Linked DNA regions of Mus musculus: regions 2, 3 and 4 are each linked to region 1. The links are chromatin contacts, called in public Hi-C and promoter capture Hi-C maps. All regions are on one chromosome and are shown on one strand. The core of a region is the stretch at or near the end of the contact, and the rest is flanking DNA. Distances in the headings are between cores, read along the strand shown.

The links. Promoter capture Hi-C pulls out the DNA fragments that hold promoters and counts their contacts. A called contact is a pair of places that touch in the nucleus more often than the background predicts.
Region 2: a contact with region 1 is called in a promoter capture Hi-C map of hippocampal neurons, with 2.2 times the contacts expected there. The contact joins two enhancer-like sites. A contact is called at or near these places in 2 of 39 promoter capture datasets (the HPC-7 cell line and hippocampal neurons), 1 of 484 Hi-C or Micro-C datasets (CD4 T cells) and 2 of 115 datasets of contacts at active chromatin or transcription factors (T-cell acute lymphoblastic leukemia and microglia).
Region 3: a contact with region 1 is called in a Hi-C map of B cells, with 7 read pairs. The contact joins the promoter of I730030J21Rik here to the enhancer-like site in region 1. A contact is called at or near these places in 2 of 39 promoter capture datasets (the C10 cell line and hippocampal neurons), 1 of 484 Hi-C or Micro-C datasets (B cells) and 3 of 115 datasets of contacts at active chromatin or transcription factors (T-cell acute lymphoblastic leukemia, bone marrow-derived macrophages and pancreatic cancer cells).
Region 4: a Hi-C map of Th1 cells shows a contact between it and region 1, with 5 times the contacts expected there. The contact joins two enhancer-like sites. A contact is called at or near these places in 1 of 39 promoter capture datasets (the 3T3-L1 cell line), 6 of 484 Hi-C or Micro-C datasets (Th1 cells, embryonic stem cells and palatal mesenchyme), 1 of 115 datasets of contacts at active chromatin or transcription factors (T-cell acute lymphoblastic leukemia) and 1 of 9 other capture datasets (embryonic stem cells).

Annotation. Positions count from the first base shown.
Region 1 is chr15:101,188,120-101,193,021 of GRCm38.p6, reverse strand. All of the region lies in intron 1 of Acvr1b (activin A receptor, type 1B), which reads right to left. Among named protein-coding and RNA genes, the nearest start is that of Mir6962, 3.3 kb to the left of the region's middle. Within about 2 kb of position 2,046, at least 80 of the 459 cell types and tissues checked have an H3K27ac peak or open chromatin away from gene starts, as enhancers often do. A contact at or near this core is called in B cells, the HPC-7 cell line, Th1 cells and 2 more, where this site is marked.
Region 2 is chr15:100,704,101-100,709,002 of GRCm38.p6, reverse strand. It overlaps Galnt6 (polypeptide N-acetylgalactosaminyltransferase 6), which reads left to right. Exons shown (of 12, transcript NM_001161767.1): 5 at 4,743-4,892. Among named protein-coding and RNA genes, the nearest start is that of Galnt6os, 11 kb to the right of the region's middle. Within about 2 kb of position 2,537, at least 112 of the 459 cell types and tissues checked have an H3K27ac peak or open chromatin away from gene starts, as enhancers often do. A contact at or near this core is called in the HPC-7 cell line, where this site is marked.
Region 3 is chr15:100,729,737-100,734,638 of GRCm38.p6, reverse strand. It overlaps I730030J21Rik (RIKEN cDNA I730030J21 gene), which reads left to right and starts at 1,902. Exons shown (of 3, transcript NR_045782.1): 1 at 1,902-2,099; 2 at 2,201-2,275; 3 at 3,755-4,134.
Region 4 is chr15:100,842,695-100,847,596 of GRCm38.p6, reverse strand. No RefSeq gene overlaps it. Among named protein-coding and RNA genes, the nearest start is that of Gm35569, 11 kb to the right of the region's middle. Within about 2 kb of position 2,141, at least 79 of the 459 cell types and tissues checked have an H3K27ac peak or open chromatin away from gene starts, as enhancers often do. A contact at or near this core is called in Th1 cells, where this site is marked.

The sequences.
Region 1 (4,902 bases), core at 797-3,296:
ACAAGAATAGCGCAGACAGTTGGTGCTCCTCTACTGTCTCCCCCAAGCCTAACCTAGCCCTGACCTCCCGGGATGGGCAGGAATGTAGCTCTGGCTACAATACTGAAGCTGGCACTGAAGCTGAGTGCTGAATGAAGTGCTTGCTCGCCCACCAGGAGACAGAGGGAAAGGGGCAAGGCCTCCATGGCACACCCGCCGTGGGAAGACCTGCACACTAAGCCGCTAAAACAGAAAGGCTTGGGCCCAATCCAAACAGAAGCCCAGGCTAGAAAAGCCTATCCTCATCTCTTCTTCTACTCTGGAAGTCATCGCTCACTCTGCATACCCCAGACAACCCAAGCTACCTCAGAGTGTCTATCAATGAGGCAACCCCTCTGCTGTTCCCACTCAAGGACACAGGGACACAAGGACACAGGGTATGAGGCAGCACTGTGAGGCAGGCAGGTAGACGGAAGCTTTTCCATACAGGCAGGGCCTGCTGTATTCTTTACAGTGTGTGAGGAGATCTCTATCTTCTTGAGATGAATTCCCAAGCACACAGCTGCCCGGGAGCAGCTTGGGCTGTACCATCTCTCACAGACAGAGAGTGTGAAGTAGGGACTGCGAGCAGATCGGTCATGAAAGCAATTTCCACAGGAAGCTCCCCTGGAACTCACTCTACTCTTCTAGCTCCACGACTAAAAAAGCCTCAGATCTTCCTCCCAAACTTGTGGGTGAAATTTCTCGCTCGGTCTGTTTTTGTTTGTTTTCCTATTGGTTACTGTATTTGAGACAGTTTTCACTAAGTAACCAGCTGGCCTTGAACTCTCCACCCCCTAGCCTCCACAGTGCTGGGATCACAGGCCTGGGCTACTAAGCCAGGCTCTGTCTTACTCCTCTTAAGAACTTAAAATTTATTCAAGCCTCAGAAAACTTGGCAAGACCCCCTTTTCTTCCTTTGGAGTCCTGCTAATCCAAGAAGGCGCCTTTGACAAGTCCCTTTGTGTCCCTTAGGGGTTCCCCACAGGGAGCACCTCTCAGCACCGTGTTGTGACGTCCAGCAAAGACAACAGCATTGGGTCTATTTTGGGAAGCAAGAAAGGGAAAATTAACAACTTCAAGAGATGACTATTCTGAGCCGAGTGAGACACACGGCCTTTTCAAAAGCAGTCACCTCAGAGTCCATCAATTAGTGGGGCAGAGGAGACGGGAGTCTCTGGTTCCCGATAGCTGTTCCCCCTTCGGTGATGCTGGCCTCGCTCACAGTGATTCATTCTGGAGAATGACCACGCCCACACATGGCTCATTATTTTTGGGAAGTACTTAAGCAGGCCTGGTGTAAGGCAGGAAAGAACAGAAGTGGTGAAATCTATGCTGAAGGGCCCAGGATCAGCTGGGAAGTGGGCCATGTGGGCCTGCAATAAGGAGCGGGCCAAGCAGGCAGGCAAGTCCCTGAGCCTATCTAGGTCTCCACTATCCAACCAGCAAACACCGTTTATCTTACAGAGACAAGAGGGAAGTTAGCCAAGCGCCTGCCAAGTGCTGTGGCTACCCTGAGCAAGGCTCACCCCACTCTCACTGTGTTCACCTTTGCTTTTTACAGATGAGCGGCAAGCCCAAGCAGACACACTGTGAAGATAACCATCGCCATACCCGCACCCTGGAAGGATCTGAATCTACCATAGCAGGAGGGACAGTGGGCATCACAGAGCAACAGGTCACAGAGACCTGAACCTCAAGTGCTAGTTCCAATACTAGCCACATGACCTGGAGCACACAGTTACCCTAACTGTGACAGTCTCTTTTGGGCTGAAGCTGTGAAGGACTGTTAATAAGGCTCACACAACATATAAACATTATATATAGTAATATACTTTACATATGAACCTCCCTTTTAATGTAAAAATTGAAAGAAAACAACCCCAACAAGGAAAATATTTCTTAACAATGACTAGGAAGAGGTGAGCCACAGTCTCAGAGGAAATTGCTAGCTCGCTGCATGGTTGTGGGACTGTGTGGCTTCAGGAAGTCATTGACTATCTCTGCACTTCATTTTCCTCCTGATCAACCGGAAAAAGGAAGTGAAGAAGATGACATCACGTTCTCGCTAGCTACAAGCTCTCTTCCCTCTGGTCTAGGTCCAGAGCACTTGTCTCAGTCAGTCTGCTGTGTCCTTTAAAGACACGTGCACTCACCACTCATCTGCTAATACTCTTCACTGAAACAGAAGAAGCAATAATAAAATTATAAGCATATGCTGAACTTACTATAAATTCATATCCTAAATTTAATTCTTTCTGAAAAGCTAAATCCGGGCTAATGACAACAGCCTCTTGTCATGTTTCATCATGACTCATCAGGTCAAAAGTCTGCACACATGTGCACAGCCACAGGGCCACCTCACACACGTGTACTGCCACTGGGTCACCTGCACACATGTGTACTGCCACAGGGCCACCTCACACACGTGTACTGCCACTGGGTCACCTGCACACATGTGTACTGCCACAGGGTCACCTGCACACATGTGTACTGCCACAGGGTCACCTGCACGTGTGTACAACAACACAGTCACCTAAAACACTCCCTACTCTATCAGCAAGCACGAGCAGTGACTACCACAGAGGCACCAACTCACTGTGTGAACAAGTCAGCAGATGAGAGGCCTGTCTCACACATGCAAGGCCCTGGGCTCGGTCCCCGGCATTTTGAAATATATAAAAATAAATCAAATGGCCAATCAAATGGGGGGGGGTGTCAGAACACGAGCCCTCTCTCCACAGCACAGACTCTGTTATTGATGAGTCTAATTAGTCAGAACTGAACTTGAGACAAAACCACCTCGACAGGACTACAGCATGGGTCAAAGTCTGTCTGACTAGAAGGTGGTTTGTGGTAGGATGTGAATGCAAATCTGATTCAGAAAAAGGTTGTTTTGAGAAAAGCCAAGTCCCAGGATGAGCTGACTCTGGCTTCTGTGTGCTGTACACACAGTCTCCTGTGTCAGGAGGACACAGAGGCTCAGGCTGCGCTCAGCTGGGAAGTCTCAGGAACCACTACAGAGCCTTAGACTCACAGTGCCACAAGATATCGCAGGGGATACCCAAAACCTCAGAAAGTTAGGAGCACGCTACACAGCAGCCTGTTCTGTCCAAGAATTGGTTATGAACACAACCAGTTCTCTAGCTCTGAAAGCTAGAGCGACCATGGTCCTTAGTTTATTCATTACTCCTTAGGGACACTGGACAGTCTATCAGGACAGTGCATGCGGGGGTTTGTGCAGCCCCCACGCTGCAGTTTCTAACCCCACTATACACCGTGTGAGCAACAGCAGCCTACAGCATCAGGGCCCACCACTTCTTCCCTGGCCCTCGCCCAACCTCCCTACAGCTTTTTGGTGTTTGTTACGGGCACCTCTCAGGGTTGTATCTGATGGGTGTGCTTTTCTGACAGGCTGATATTTTCAGAATCCAGGGCCTCAGGCGAGCTAGGTAAGAGTTTCACTACTAAGCCATTTAAGTAAGTTCACTAGGGATAACACAAAGACATGAAGCTGGCTTTCTCAGATGCTGTGATGCTCAACTGATAACATTAGCAAGAGTCCACTCTTCTGTGATCTGCATTCTCTGTTATGTGGTCTCCACACAGCTCAGAGCTGAGGCAGACATAGTGGAACAAGGCCTTAGAGAAGGTATGGGGCTCACAAACGGTAAGCAACCTTACAAACCCAGTTGTCCTAGAGAACCCATAGTGTTCTGCAGTGTCCCTGTGACACTGCCCAGGACTCCTAACTGTCAGAACCACTGGAGACACCTTCCCAGTTAAACCCCCATAATTCTACCTCCAGCAGGTCATATCCATTCTTAATGCTCTCACCAAAAGACCTCACTGAGTATTCCTGCAGCTTCCTCTAGTCTAATCCTTCTGCCTTCTGAGCAGACAGCTGTGCCATGCACACCAATGTAGCTCCCCATCCTATTTTTAAGAGGCAGGTCTGCATATACAGCGAAAGTTCCCTCTTGTTGTTGTAAGACAGAACTTACAAGTTCGCCTGGAACCTGGATCTTCCCTCTTCAGCCTCTAAAGTCAGGTTTCCAGACAGCTACCAGTGCAGACGTTGGTCTTTGACAGTTCGTGTTCTGTCTCCTAGTGCCCTTTATTCAGACATTCTTACCTTCTTAGAAACCACCAAACCATTAGGTTGCCGAGGCTTACAGAAACCCCCCAGTCACCTCTCCTTGGTGGCTTAGCCTTCACTGTGGCTCCCAGTGCTACAGTCAGATCTCTGGCATCTCTTCACAAACAGAGGGACTGGGTCACTATCAGTGTTCTGGCTTAAGTACTATTTAAAAACAAACAAACAACCCAAAGCCAGACAGTGCTTCATTCACCTGTGTCTCCAGAACAGAATATGAGTAGACTCAAGGAAATATTTACTCAAAAAGAGGGTTTTCTCACAGGGCTGCTGAGAAGGCTCAGCAGGTATGACTGCTGCCACGCCTGATGGCCCAAGTTTGGTCTCTGGAACATCGCATCTCAGGAGAGAACGGACTCCAGAAAGCTGTCCTCTGATCTAAACACTTGCTTGTGGCACTCCTCCCCCAACACAAAATAAATCTAATGGCCATTTATCACTACAGTGCTGAAGTCCTTCAAGACAGAGGAAAACCCATGGTGGTCCAGATACTCTGGGGTGTGAATGGACTGGCCCAGCATCTGCGCTCTGTACCTGGATTCTAAGTGTAGGGCAGGGGCAGCTGGTCCCAGGCTAGCTCTGAGAATCCTCTACAAGTTACATCGTAAACTGCTTGGCTTTCTCACTTCCTCAAATTAACTGACCATGCCCCTAACCCTCCCAGTGCCTGTCAGCGCTGTTATCGTGAAAGATGCCCAAGAGCTGGCTTGTTTAAATCTGAACCAAAA
Region 2 (4,902 bases), core at 1,288-3,787, 480 kb after region 1:
TCACATGTCTGCATGTGATCCTAGAGACACGCTATCCAAAACCCTTCCTCAGGCCTGACGCTGAGTGCTGTTACCTGGGGAACAGAAAACCAACCTTTGCACGTCTGTCCACACAGGATAAAATTGCCCACACATTTGACTGTTTGATCAGATTAACCGGTTCTTATTACACACACACAAGGGCTGTGTCTCTGAGGGACAGTGTTCCTGCTTTCTGTCCTCCTACCCAGGTGCCCCACAGCAGCCCTGTAACCATGATTATATGAGTATTTGATACTTGGAGCCTGAGTCCAGCCTGGACCACATAGTGACACCGTGTCTTTAAAAAAAAAAAAAAAAAGCCAAGCTCACAAATGATCTGATTGACAGTTTTAAGTGATAACTCTGAGGCATAGGAAGAAGGAAGGAGGGGCAGGGGGAGGGGGAGGAGGGAGCCAAGAATATAATTCAGTCAGTACAGTGCTTGCTTTAGCATGCACAAGGTCCTGGGTTCAACCTATAGCATGGCATTAACCGAGCATGATGCCACATGTGTGTAATGCCAGGGTACCGGAGGTGGACACAGAAGGATCAGACACTCAGGGCGGGTTTGAAACCAGGGGCAGGAGAGAGGCCAAGGCCTGAAGGAGAGATGACTCGACACTTATGAGCACTGGCTGCTCTTTCCGAGGACCTAGGCTACATTCCCAGCAGCCACCTGGCTGGTCACAACTCCTACTCTAGGGGATCCAACACCTTCTTTTGGCCTCCACAGAAATGACACATAGCATAATGCATATATAACGTGATGCACAGACATACATGCAAGCAGAAACATCACAAAGTATTTTTATTTGAAACTCAAAAAAAAAAAAAAAAAAAAAAAAGGAAAAATAAAGAGTTGGAGGCTGTCCTGGCTGAGAGACTCTGAAGAGAAAGTAGGGAGAGCTCTGGAGCTAGGGCAATGTCCTGTGGCAGAGCACTCAACCTGGCATGCCCGAGGCTCTGAACTCTGGCTCCAGCACCATCAGACAGTAAAGAGACAGAGGAACCTGCAGGCACGGTGGTGGTGGTGTTTAGTTGCTTGGTTGGTTTGGTTTTGGTGTTTTTCAAGGCAGGGTTTCTCTGTGTAGCCCTGGCTGTCCTGGAACTCACTCGTAGACCAGACTGGCCCCAAATTCAGAGATCCACCTGCCTCTGCCTCCCAGGCCAGAAAACTGCAGTTTAAGGTTGCTTCCATATCTAGAACATTCTGGGAGACAATATGGAGAAGAGTCTGGAAGAGCAGTTGACTGTTATAACTAAGGCGACCATAGGAACAGGTTAAAAACTAATCCGGTAGGGAAGGGGCAGGGAGAACTCAGCTTGGCTCAGGGTGGAGTGGATAACGGGTGCTGGTGCTGAGGTCATGTGGGGATATGGGGTAGGGCATGGACTGAGGTGCAGAGTTTTGTTCAGGTTTGAGGTAAGTTAGCTTTCTGTCAGACATCCAAGTGAAGACTGCGAAGTTAGGAGGGAAGTCCTGGGTGCACAGTATGAGCCATGGGCTGTGTAGTGTGAGCTGTGGGCTGCACAGTGTGAGCCATGGGCTGTGCATGTGAGCCATGGGCTGTGCAGTGTGAGCCATGGGCTGCGCAGTGTGAGCTGTGGGCTGCACAGTGTGAACCATGGGCTGTGAATGTGAGCCATGGGCTGTGCAGTGTGAACCATGGGCTGTGCAGTGTGAGCCATGGGCTGTACAGTGTGAGCCATGGGCTGTGCAGTGTGAGCCATGGGCTGCAAAGTGTGAGCTATGGGCTGTGTAGTGTGAGCCATGGGCTGTGCAGTGTGAGCCATGGGCTGTGGAGTGTGAGCCATGGGCTGTGCAGTGTGAGCCATGGGCTGTGCATGTGAGCCATGGGCTGTGAATGTGAGCCATGGGCTGTGCAGTGTGAGCCATGGGCTGTGCAGTGTGAGCCATGGGCTGTGCATGTGAGCCATGGGCTGTGCAGTGTGAGCCATGGGCTGTGCAGTGTGAACCATGGGCTGCAAAGTGTGAGCTATGGGCTGTGTAGTGTGAGCCATGGGCTGTGCAGTGTGAGCCATGGGCTGTGGAGTGTGAGCTATGGGCTGTGGAGTGTGAGCCATGGGCTGTGTAGTATGAGCCATGGGGCTGTGCCATGTGAGCCGTGAGCTGCATGGGGTAGAAGAAAGGGGCATTTACCTCTTGACCTGAGGAGTAAGGTTGGGTGGTAGTGGCAGACCATGGCAACTAAGCCTGAGGGACCATATGCTGGCCCTCCTGTCTCTTACTCAGCTGTGCTATATTCTTTCCTGGGTCTTTTTTTTCCAGTAACTCCAGAGGTGGGACAAACAGCAGGTAGGATAGACAGACAGAGGACTGTTGCAGAGAGTTGTCTGACTGTCCTTCAAGGGCCTGAGGACCAGAACCTGCAGCCTCTAGCCCAGCCTCCTGAGACTAGAAGGAAGGCGTGGGAGAGCTGTATAGCACAGGGCCCTTGAAGTCACAGCTCAGTGCTTCTCACTGTCTAACCACACAGCCCGCTTCCTGTGATGCTTGCCCGTGAGTTATCTCCACCAAGGCTTCCTCTGGGGAACTAAGTGGGGTCTCAGGGAGGCTTCCGCTGAGCTGCTGAGAGGATGAAGGCCCAGCTGGGTTCCTCCCTTCCTGTCAGCAACACCAGGTTGTGGCCGGGTTGTGGCTCACATGTCCCATGACGGCAGGCCTTCCCTACGAAGGCCAGGGTCCAGCATCGCACAGTGCATTGCAGACACTTGCTAAGTCATTGCAGTGTTGAAGCCACCATAGAAGGCTAAATTGGAGCAGCCAGATTCTGGCACCAGAGACAAGTGGCTCCGTTTCTGGAGTAAGACAAGTCCCCCTCTCGGGTGACTGCCTGAAGTGTTTCATTTGCAAGGCTAGTGGGTCAGGGACACTTGCCTACCAGGAGGACTGGAGAAGACAAAGCAGAAGAGCTCAAGTTTCAAATTGTAGTTTCTTTCCCTGGGGCTCTGCTCTCCCAGGCAGTAACCAAAGGGGAGCTTGGCGGAATAAATCCCTTTCACACTCTTCTCCTTGGGGTCTGGCACAGGGAGAAGCATAAAGACTGGAGATAACTTAGGAGGGGTTGGGTGGGGGCAAGAGATCCCCTCAACCCAAGCTGCTCATGCTTGTTAAGTCCCTGTGGGTGCCCTCTTGGCTCCTGGAGGAGGTATATCTTCTCACAAAGGCTGGTTAGGATCCTGTTGTCATCATGGTAACTAGGATAACCTGAGCTCCAAGTCTTGACTTTGTCTGTTAACCCTAGGGTAGGTAGGTATGCCCTGTTCCACAGTGTAAGCTTCATAGAGAGATGGAGAAATGAAGTCAGTGTGAAAGCACCAGCTTTAGTGACTGGCACATAGTAGGTGCTCAGGTATTTGGGTGTATGTGTGTGTGTCTTTGATATTAGTGACAACAATAGAGAGATGGGGAAATGAAGCCAGCATGAAAACACCTGCATTAGTGACTGGCACATAGTAGGTGTTCAAGTGTGTGTGTGTGTGTTTGATATTGTGACTTACAAAGCATTGTGTACAGAGGAAGGCCCAATTGTGAACCCACAATCGGAAGGGAAGGACACAATTGTCAGAGACATCCTCCACTGCCAAAACAGCATGCGCCTCCATTCTACAGTTAAGAACTAGGGGAGGGCTGGAGGGACTGTTCAGGAATTAAAAGCATACACTGGGTTTCTGGAGGACCCAAGATTGGCACACTGGGCGCCTCAAACCTGCCTCTTAACTCCAGCTCCAAGGGATCCGACATCCTCTGCATCATTGTACTTGCGGGCACAGACACACACACACACACACACACACACACACACACACACACACACACACATACACACACACGTGCATTTTTTTTTTTTCGAGACAGGGTTTCTCTGTGTAGCCCTGGCTGTCCTGGAACTCACTCTGTAGACCAGGCTGGCCTCGAACTCAGAAATCCGCCTGCCTCTGCCTCTGGAGTGCTGGAATTAAAGGTGTGTGCCACCATACCCGGCTACGTGTGTAATTTTAACACAGACATACACACATGTGCATAATTTTGACAATCTTTTTTCAAAAAACAGAAGCTGGATGAAGTGATACAATGTCTTTTTAATTGCAGCACGGGGGAGGCAGAGGCAGGGGGAATCTGAGGCCAGTCTGGTCTACAGAGCAGGTTCCAGGACCGTCAAACTTAACAGTTAAGACATAAGATGGAGGATGCTCCAAATGGAGTCCTTTGAAGTAAAACTATGTTCTGTGTCCTGAGGATTTCAGATGGAGTCCCAGGGTCCTTAGGAATGTATCTCTATCCACTGTGGCCAAAAGAAGCCCCCACACTAGGCAGGCGCCTACCGCTGAACATTACCCACAGTCTCTTTTAGTATTTTAAATCTGCTTGGCTTGTTTTACTCTCCCTGAAGAGTCCCATACACAGGGCATAAAGTCAAAGATTAGGCCTGTGCGGGGCAGTGTAGCTTAGTGGTGGAGCACTTGGCCCTGGCTTAAATTCCCAACACCTCAAGGAGTGGGGGATGGGGGAAGATGGCCACAGACGTTGGTGCTGGCAAGCCTGTTCTCAAGGGGGCCTGGCCACAGACAGGGTTTCCCACCTGCCTGTCTTTCCATCTCTGCCCTCACCTTCTGTGGGCAGTTTTTGGGGAGTACTTGGGGGTAATACCCACAAGGGATTAGTGAGGTGCTGGTCACAGTGGCCGTGTCCCTTCCAGAGCACCTGAAGGAGAGGCTGGAGCAGTACGTTCAGCAGCTGCAGATCGTGCGCGTGGTTCGGCAGCGGGAGCGGAAGGGGCTCATCACAGCCAGGCTGCTGGGGGCCAGCGTGGCGCAGGCAGAGGTGCTCACGTTCCTGGACGCCCACTGTGAGTAGGA
Region 3 (4,902 bases), core at 653-3,152, 460 kb after region 1:
TGCCTCTGCATCTCACGTGCTGGGGTTAAGTGTGTACACTATCACTGCCAGCTCATATTTTTAACATGTTGAGTTAAAACATCATTTCTCGGCAGGGCATGGTAGTGTGTGCCTGCAATCTTATCACCTGGAAGCAAAAGGCAGGAGAATCACAAGTTCAACAACATCTTTGTCTAAATAATGAATTCCAGGCCAACCTGAACTGCACAAAACCTTGTCTCTCACATATATAAATACACATTTCTCTTGATTATTGGGTACTTTGCCCCCTAAATTTTCCACATAAGACAAATATCTCATTTGCTATACTCTAGTACTGACCTCTACCCAGGCTTAAATCCTCTTATAACCGTCAGGCTCCCCAGTCTGACCACTGGGATCTAGAAAAGAGCGAAGGCTTGCCTGTCTTTGTATCTCCGTGTACCTGTGCTCACACAGAGGCCAGCACAGCAGACTTCAACAGTATTTAGAGGCCAGATACGGTGGTACCCCACTGTTTGAGGCAGGAGGATGTAACCCTGTGACAGGGCCACAGATCTTAGCACAGTTGACCCCGTGATGGAAGCACCATCCAGAGTGTGAAACTCAGCCCGTAGACAGCACCACCTGCAACTAAAACAGACCTAATCCACCTAAGTCCACGGCTCTGGGAAAGTCTCAGAGCGTACTAACCTTGCTTTGGCTTCTGTAGTTCTGCTTCTAGCTAACTGTTCTTGCTAACTGAAATGTGTCAACAGAATGTGGTTTTTATCCTTAAAGAGAAAAGACTTGGCTACACAGGGATCTCGTTATAACACCCAGTGTCCTGCTGGCCGGGGCCGGCTAATAGACTTCGTATCGGTTTAAACTGTGTGTGCGCAGTCATCTCTGGTGGACACCACAGAGCAGCTCTAGGCCAGCTTGAGTTGTATATAAATAAAAACCCTATTTCAAAGCACCAACAACCATAACAAAACAATCTTTAAAGGAAGGAAGGAAGGAAGAGGAAGGAAGGAAGGAAGGAAGGAAGGAAGGAAGGAAGGAAGGAAGGAGAAAGCCACCAACAACACTGTAGGATTAGAAGGTAGTGTTGTTTATTATTTACCAGAGACTAAAAGCATTAAAAAAATAAACAAACCGCACTTTGTTTTGGGTTTTGGCTGTTGTTTTAGAGTTGGGTTCTGGTTTGGTTTGGAGATAGGGTCTCATGTTCCTGAGTCTGGCCTGGATGTAGCCAAGGACTCCGGATCTCTCTTGCTTCCAACTCCCAGACACTGGGATTACAGTATACGCCACTGGCTTCAGATTTTTGGTTTTGTTAGGCTGGCCTCAAACTTACTTTGCAGTCAAGACGACCTTTAACCTCCTGACTTTTTTAAAAGTTTATTTACCCTTTATTTTATGTGCACTGGCATTCTGCCTGCATGTACATCTATGTGGGCACGTCAGATCTTGGAGTTACAGACAGTTGTAAGCTGCCATGTGGGTGCTGGGATTTGAACTCCGTTCCTCTGGAAGAACAGTCAGTGCCCTTAACCCAGTCCGCACTTCTAACCTACATCATCACACTTCTGTGATTTCTGGCCTATGCTGGTGTGGTATCTGGGGATCAAACTCAGCTCATTGGGATTGTACTTTTCCCCACAGAGGCACCTCGCCTGGCCCCCACAAGTGTTTCTGGATAAGAGGCTAGCCCTCTCTGTGAAGGGCAAGACTCCCCTCCCCTGAGTCTGCCACACTCAGAAGCCGCTGTCTCTCTCCAGGGCCTGAGAGTGGGAGGAAGGGAGCCATAAGGGGCAGAACTGACGTCACCAGCTCACAAAGCTGCCTTGTCTCTCTGCTTCAGCAGATCTGCTCCTCACTGAACTTCCTGCGCTATGGTGGGGAAGCCCCTTGAAAAAAAGAAAAAAGGAGACGGAAGTGCAGAGCACTCCAAACCAGAACCTAAATGGTAGAGCAACAAACAGCAGCCTGTGCGGGAAGATAATGAAATTTACAAAGCTTCTAGGAAGGCCCATCTCAAGTCCTTGCAGCTGAGAGAATCTGAGCCTGCCACCTCAGAAGTGCCTAAGGATGGTTGTGAGCATGTGTGGATGACTTCTTCAGGAGCCGGACAGCAGGTTGGGAGGCATCTTGTCCTGGTGCCCGATTTTCCCTTTATTTAGTACACATATAAACTTGTCATTTAACAGAAATCATGTTCTTTTCTTTTCTTTATTAGTACCGTGGGTGTGAGTGAGTGTGGGTGCTTGTGTGGAGAACAAGGACAACTTTTGGGAATCGATTCTCTTACCATGTAAGTTCTGGGGACTAAACTCAGGGATCAGAGGTTGCACAAGTGCTTTCACCTGCTGAGACACATCGATGCCCCTCCCCCCTTTTTGAGTTAGGGTCTCATGCAGCCCACAATGGTCTCAAACTTATTTAGCCAACAGTGACCTTGAACCCTGATCCTCCTGTCTCCCTCTCTCAGCTGCTTGGATTGGAGGTGTGTGTCACCGTGTTCAATTAATGAAAGCCAAATTTTAAGTGGGCTGCCACCAGCGGAGGTCAGGGTGTCCCCTTCTGCCCTGTGGTGCATCAGAACCTTCCCATGCAGTGGGGAAGGGAGCCCTCCCCAACCCCTGCTAGGAGAGAACGCAGTGTTTTAGGGATAAGTCTACAGCAGGCACCTCCAAATTAGACAGCTAGTCATTATGAAGACTTAAGTCACCTTTAAAATCATAGTCAGGCATGGTGGTTCATTTGTCTAATCCCAGCACTTGAGAGGCTGACTCACGAGGATTGAGACCAGCTTGGCTAGCTACAGGAGGCCTTTTCTTGAAATGCAAAAATGAAAGGGGGGGTGGCTCACACCTTTAATCCCCACACTAGAGAGGTAGAGGCAGGTGGATCTCTGAGTTTGAAGCCAGCCTGATTTACATAATGAATTCTCAGACAGCTAGGGTTACTTAGAGAGATTCTGAATCAGATAGATAGATAGATAGATAGATAGATAGATAGATAGATAGATAGATAGATGACCTCTGACCTGCATGTACAACACACACACACAAATCACTAAAAGAAACAGATTGAAAATGATCAAAGTGCATTATATATACATCTACGAAGTGTCATAATGAAACCTTTGTTTCCCATAACTAATGAACGCTAATCAACTTCTTATTCCCAAAGTGAACTCATTAATAACAGCTTCAGAATTTGAGGTACACACATCGGCTGGCACTCCTCGAAAAGCCAAACAGTCTCTTTCACGCTCCAAGGCAGAGTAAGAGGTCATGAGCCTACCCTGGAGCAGTCTGAGGTCCCTCAGGTCAAGTTGGGACCTGACTAAGATCACACAGTGCTGAAGGTCGAAGAGCTAAGTGAAAGGGAGGTGGGAGCAAAGGCCAAACCACCGAGTCTCACACCCAAGGGACGAGAAGCAAAGACAGCGGCGGCCCATTATCTGCAGCAGGAAATGTTGGTGATCCCAAAGCCTGGTAAAGTGTCACCCTTCACCTAAGTAAGCAAGCTCAGTAAACTTCCCCGCTGTGATCTCCTGGCCTTCCCAGAATGCCTCTGGTCCCCTCTGAGCGCTCAATTCAACGACAGGGGTGCTGGGTCCTGGCCCCTGAGCCTTAGAGACTCAAAACTGCAAAGCCATTTTAACATCAACCAAAACAGAAAGATCCATTCCATTTCCCCCCCCCCCCCCCGTGGTGTTTGTTTGTTTTTTGGAGGCAGAGTATCGATATTCATCTCAAGCTTCCTTTCACTGTGTTGTCTGCAGCCACAGATCCTCCTGCATCCTCCTGCTTCCGAAATGCTGGGATCAATGTCTACCAGAAAGCATCCGAACTTGGGGATCATGGTACATCACTTCTGTAATCTCAGAGCTGCAGACGCCGAGGCCAGAGGATCAGGAGCACAAGGCCATCCTCGAGTCTATGGAGAATTTTGGTTTCTTTTAAAACCCAGTTATGTTGTGGGAATGAGTGTGTGTGTGTGTGTTGTGTGTGTGTCTATACCTATCTATCTTGCCCCAGAGAACCAGAACCCCTAATCATCAAGAAGTAGTCTATATACACCCCCTTTCTCCTCTAACTTCTTTCTCTCCAACCTACTGTTGGGGTTTGTAATAAAAGTCGGGAGGTAGACGTATAAGAACCTAATAAAGTAGTTTTTTTTTTTTTTAAAAAAGCCAAAACTCAACTATATTATGTAGGGAGTTCAAGACTACCTTTGTCCACTTGAGACTCTTTCTCAGAAAACACACATGAGGGCTGGAGAGATGGTTTGTTGGTGAAGAGCAATTGCTGCTCACTGCTGTATAGCTCGGGGTTCAGGTCCCATCACCCCTGTAAAGCCAGGCATCTGCCTCTAACCAGCTCTGAGGGATTACACCTCTGGCTGTGTGCTAGGAGGGCCACATGCATATAAATGAGTAAATAAAACCCTTCTTTAAAACCACACGAAAAGAAAGTTTCCAAATCACCAGGAATTCAGAACTAGGATAAGAAAATTACGTCAGGATGGTAGGCTCAGAACCCATGAGCAGCCACTGTCTAGGTGGCAGGACGACTCAGAATCAGACGCGAGTTTAAGTAATTTTTGTTATTTATATATTTATTTGTATTTATTGAGACGCGATCTCCTATGTAGCTCAGGTTGGCCTGGAACTCAAGATCTCCCTGCCTCCGCCTTCCGGAGCTAGGTTTTAGGATTGTGCCAAACCTAAATCTGCATTTCTAACCACCTCGAAGGTGTTCTGCGTGTCCGGACCGCATTTCTGAACCTCACTCGGCAACCTCCCACTGACCCTACCCTTGGATAGCAGGAGTTAGGTACTGAGGCTGGGATTTGGCTGGGTGAGGCCGGGCACTTGCCAGTTGGCAGTTAGATGGGAGGGGAAGTTATCTGTTCACAACCTCAGACGCC
Region 4 (4,902 bases), core at 892-3,391, 350 kb after region 1:
ACATGCAGCCAGCCAGGTCCTGGGAGAAGAAACCATCTGTTTGTCCCAGGGTGATTACAGGGAAAAGAAAAGGGAAAGAGGAATTGATTGAAAGAAGCATAACGTACGCGTGCTTCCTGACACTGCAAAGGATCCCAGTTCAGGTCCCAGCACCCACAGGGCAGCTCACAACTGCCAGTAATCCGGGTTCCAGGGGATCTAGTGCCATCTTCTGGCCTCTACTGGTACTGCACATATGCAGACCAGGCCGTCCTCAAACTCACAGAGATCCACCTGCCTCTGTCTCAAGAGTGCTCAGATGAAAGGTGTGCGCTACCACACCTATCCAGAGAGTGGTTTCTTTAGGCTCCTGAAAAAATTGCTGAAGCCAGAGAGTGAAGAAATGCTTTAAAATATGACAAGGGATGATCTCACGACCCAGGAACTAGGCCTTCCCTAGTTAATTAATTAATTAATCTGGGTCATGGGAAACTTAAATATCTAAATTAATTATTGATTACGTTTTAATTAATGACTAAGGAGAATTGTGTAGTCCATTGACTAAACCAAGAATCCAAAGTCCATGATAATAAAGCAAGCAGATAAACAATCAGGTAATTACTGGGTAAATAAATACAGAAGAAATTAATATTTTTTCTTAGGAATGAGTATTTTAAAGCAACTGTTTTTGCAATCATAAAGCCATTCACGTGTTGCTATTAAATTTCCTCCATTTTAATCCCTGCACTTAAGAGGTTGAACCGGGAGGGCCAGGCTATCCCCAGCTATGTAGTAAGTCTGAGGTTAGAGCCTGGGCTACACACACACACACACACACACACACACACACCACACAGAGAGAGAGAGAGAGGGAGAGAGAGAAAGAGAGAGAGAGAGAGAGATTATTATAAAGTGAGAAAGGAAACATATGTCCCCACTTCTTAACGTTGGTGAATTCAGTAGTCTCTATATAATATATACAGTTATATCTGCATACAAAAGAGACCAGAGAGAACGAAACACAACAAAATGTTCAAACTTGATAAATACGCATCACACTTGTGCCGGGGATCTCTCAACTATTTTGCAATTTCTCTGTGAATTTGGAGCTATTTCAAAGTTGTCCAAAACCTTAAAAGGTGGCCACTGAGGCAGCTCAGAGGTCCAAGGCACTTGTCTCCAAGCGTGATGATCCCTGGATGACATGTGGACCCATAGGGTAGGAGAGAGTCAACCTCTGCAATGGGCCCTTTGATCTGTACACACACTTGCTTCTTTAAAAGTAGTGTGAAAAAATACTCAAAAAGTAAAGAATTATAATCAGCCGGGGGCACTGCCAATCAGAGTCAACTGTGAACACAAGCTGCAAGCCAACGGGGAACAGGACTCTTAGTGTGGCCCTACCAGGGGACACATCATGACCTGGATACCTGCCGAGTGCCCAAAGCTGCTGTGTCAGGACAGAGGCTGAGCCCCTGGTCCCCTCAGTCACTCTGCAGAGCCATGTTGGAAAGCATGTGTCTGGGACAGCTGTTGTGTTTTGTGTCTTCTATTGTCGAAGTACACATGGAAGTCTGAACCAACCATCTGTGGATAGAACTGAGGGAACTATAAACCTCAACGTGAGAAAAAAAAAAAAAACCCAAAAGCAAATCCTGATGACTGATGTAAAATCGGCATTATGTTTAATTATGAACTCAGTCAATACACCCTGTAGAATTAGCAGTCCTGAATCTCCCCCTCAAAATCCCAGCGCCCCCCTCTCCGCCCCCACCCCCAGCCCCCTCCGCGCCATATCACGCCACAGTTGCGGCAGTAGATACAGTAACAGGTCTATATTGTTGCCTCTGTGACCTGGGAGTCAAGACAGGCCCTGAGCTGTGAACGCGAACTGCCAGCACAGACTGTGTTCTTGGCGGGTGCTCAGGACTCCCTGCTGGGAGAGATTGGGACTAACTTTGTCCACATTCACTCTCTGGGAACTCAAAGACCCCCAAAGAGATATTTGGGGGAGGTTTGGGCGAGGGGGCGCAAACCTTCTTGGAAATGGGGGGAGCGCCCTGCTCTTCTCTCTTTTCCGCAGCAGCCTCTTGACCTCTCCCATCTGCCACCGTGCTCCCTCGGAGAGCTCACTTCCTCCCTCACAGTGTCAGACGCCAGCCTCCGAAGAACACACTATTCTTTGGTGTGGTTTCAGACATCCTGTTTCTCTGTGACAACTGTCACTAAAGCAGGCAGGGGTCTAGTTTCCCAGCTGGGGCAGCTTATTCCCAAGCTGTGTATGAATTCCCCCGACCAGGGCCAGGGCGGTGGGGGGCAGAGCTGCTACTGAGTGTCAAGATACACAAACTGGGCTTTCTCTTCCCAGGCAGGGTCCGGAAGGCTGGGGGCCAGAAGGTCAGGGGCAGCAAGAGCGGGAAAAATGCCCTCTGGGTGAGTGGAGTCAAAGTCTGTGGTGAGCTGACACATGCTCACAGCTGTTGCTCAGCCGTGTGCCTCCTGCTAGGCCTGCTCGGCCTGGGCCCGTGGCTGGCCGCCTACCCACTGTGTACGGTCAGAATGCCAACTGTCTTCTCTCTAAGGGTCTTGTTTGTTCATTCTACTGCCCGCGGGATACTATGGCGACCTATCCCCAGAATCAGTACTGGCTCTGCTATCAGCAGCCTCCATTCAACAGGGTCTTCAGTCTCTGCTGCAGTTTTGATAGAAAACGGCTGCTATGGCTTCCACACCAGTCAGCAGGCAAGGAGGAGGATCGAGGCCCGATCGCCCACTCCTCTATGAGCAAGAAGCTGGCGTGGGTCACAGAATTTCTTCTTATAATCTTTGGCCAAGATGGAAATGTGTGCGTATCTCTGTGTGTAGAGGCTATGGGGATCTGTAACCCCAGCACTTGGGAAGCAGAAGGGTCATGAGTTCAAAGTCAGCCTAGGGGCTATGTAGTATGTCCCAAAAGTCCAAAGTAGATGACAACATAAACTGAAAGCGTCCTCAAGAACTTAGTCAGCAGACAACCCTTGATGCTGATTGGCTGGGGAAGGAAGGTTACCTGTGACCTCACCCACAGCTATATGCTGTACTTCGGGAGGATGGGAAGTCGGGAGTAAACACTCAAAAAGCCTGCCAGAGCCGGGAGGTGACTCAGTAAGGGGCTTGCCACACAAGCATGAGTGATAGCTCCAACCCCCACAGACATGCTGGTTATGGTCGCCACCCGTAGTGAGTTGAATGAGAATGGCCCCATAGACTGATATACTTGAACGCTTAAGTCATCTGTTGGTAAACTGGGAAAGATTAGAGATGTGGCCTTGTTGGAGTAGGTATGACACTGGGAGTGGATTTGGAGATTTCATGAGAACACATCAGGTCCAGCCTCTGTCTGTGTTTCTGTCTCTCTGTCTATGTCTCTATGTTTGTGTCTGTCTGTCTCTCTGTCTATCTATCTCCATCTCTGTCTCTGTGTCTCTCTGTGTCTTTCTGTCTCTCTCTTTGTATGTCTCTGTCTCTTTGTCTCTGTGTGTGTTTCTGTCTCTCTCTTTCTCTGACTCTGTCTCTGTCTATGTGTGTCTCTGTCTCTCTCTGTCTCTGTCTGTCTCTGTCTCTCTGTCTCTCTCTGTCTGTGTCTCTGTGTGTGTGTTTCTGTTTCTGTCTTTCTCTGTCTCTCTGTCTCTGTCTCTGTCTCTGTCTGTCTCTCTCTCTGTCTCTTTCTCTCTCTCTGTCTGTCTCTGTCTCTGTCTCTCATGCACCTGCTGCTGCTGCTGCCAATCAGGATGTAGCTCTCAGCTACTTCTTCAGCACCATGCCTGCCTGTATCCCACCACGCTTCCCACCATGATAATGGACTATAACTATAGTCTAAAACTATAAACACACCTCCAATTAAATGCCTTCCTTTATAAAAGTTGTCTTGCTCATGGTGTCTCTTCATAGCAATAGAACAATGATAAGCTATCATCCCAGTGCTGGGGAGGGGAATACAGGCTCCCAGGAGCTCTCTGGCCAGCCAGCATGGTCTATGTTGTGACTCAGGCCAATGAAACACCCTGCTCAAAAAAACAAACAACACACACATATACACACACACAAATGCACACACACAAATACATACACAAATATACATACACATACAAATACACACACAAATACATACACAAATATACATATACATACAAATACACACACAAATACATACACAAATATACATACACATACAAATACACACACAAATATACATACACACACAAATATATATATACACAAATATACATGCACAAATACATACACACATACACAAATATATGTACACACACAAATACATACACTCATACACATGCACACACAAATACACACACACACAGGTAAATGAATAAGGTATTGATCTGTAGTGGCAGAGAGTAAGGAAGGGCTTCTTAAAACACAGGGTAGGATGAGACTCAGTAATAGAACAATTGCCCAGCTTGTGTGAGGTCCTGGGTTCAATCCTCATTACTAAAAGAAAAAAAAAAGTGCCATGACTTAGATGTTTGTGTGTTAGGGATTAGGGTCTCTATGCACAGGCAGGAATACTGGACCTTGAGTTGGCTGATGGTGCAGCCCTTGGAAAGGATGAAAGCATTTCCAGTGTGGCTGGAGGTGTCTGCAAGAGGGCTGTTGTTATGAAAGGCTGATCCTCTTCTGCTCAGGTCCCTGACTTCCTGGTGACATGGTCCCTGTCATATCCTTTGTCTGTCATTCGGTGACAGCCAATGGGGAGCCAGCCCTCTTAGGAATCTGGGGCATGCTGTTAGGATTTCCAGCCTCTATAATGGATAATGTGAGTTGCCAACTTAACTGGATCTGGGATCAACTCAAAGGCAAGCCGGTTGGCTGCCCATAGGGATTTTCCTGCCCTGGTTATTATTTCTTTTTCCAGCCCTGCTCACT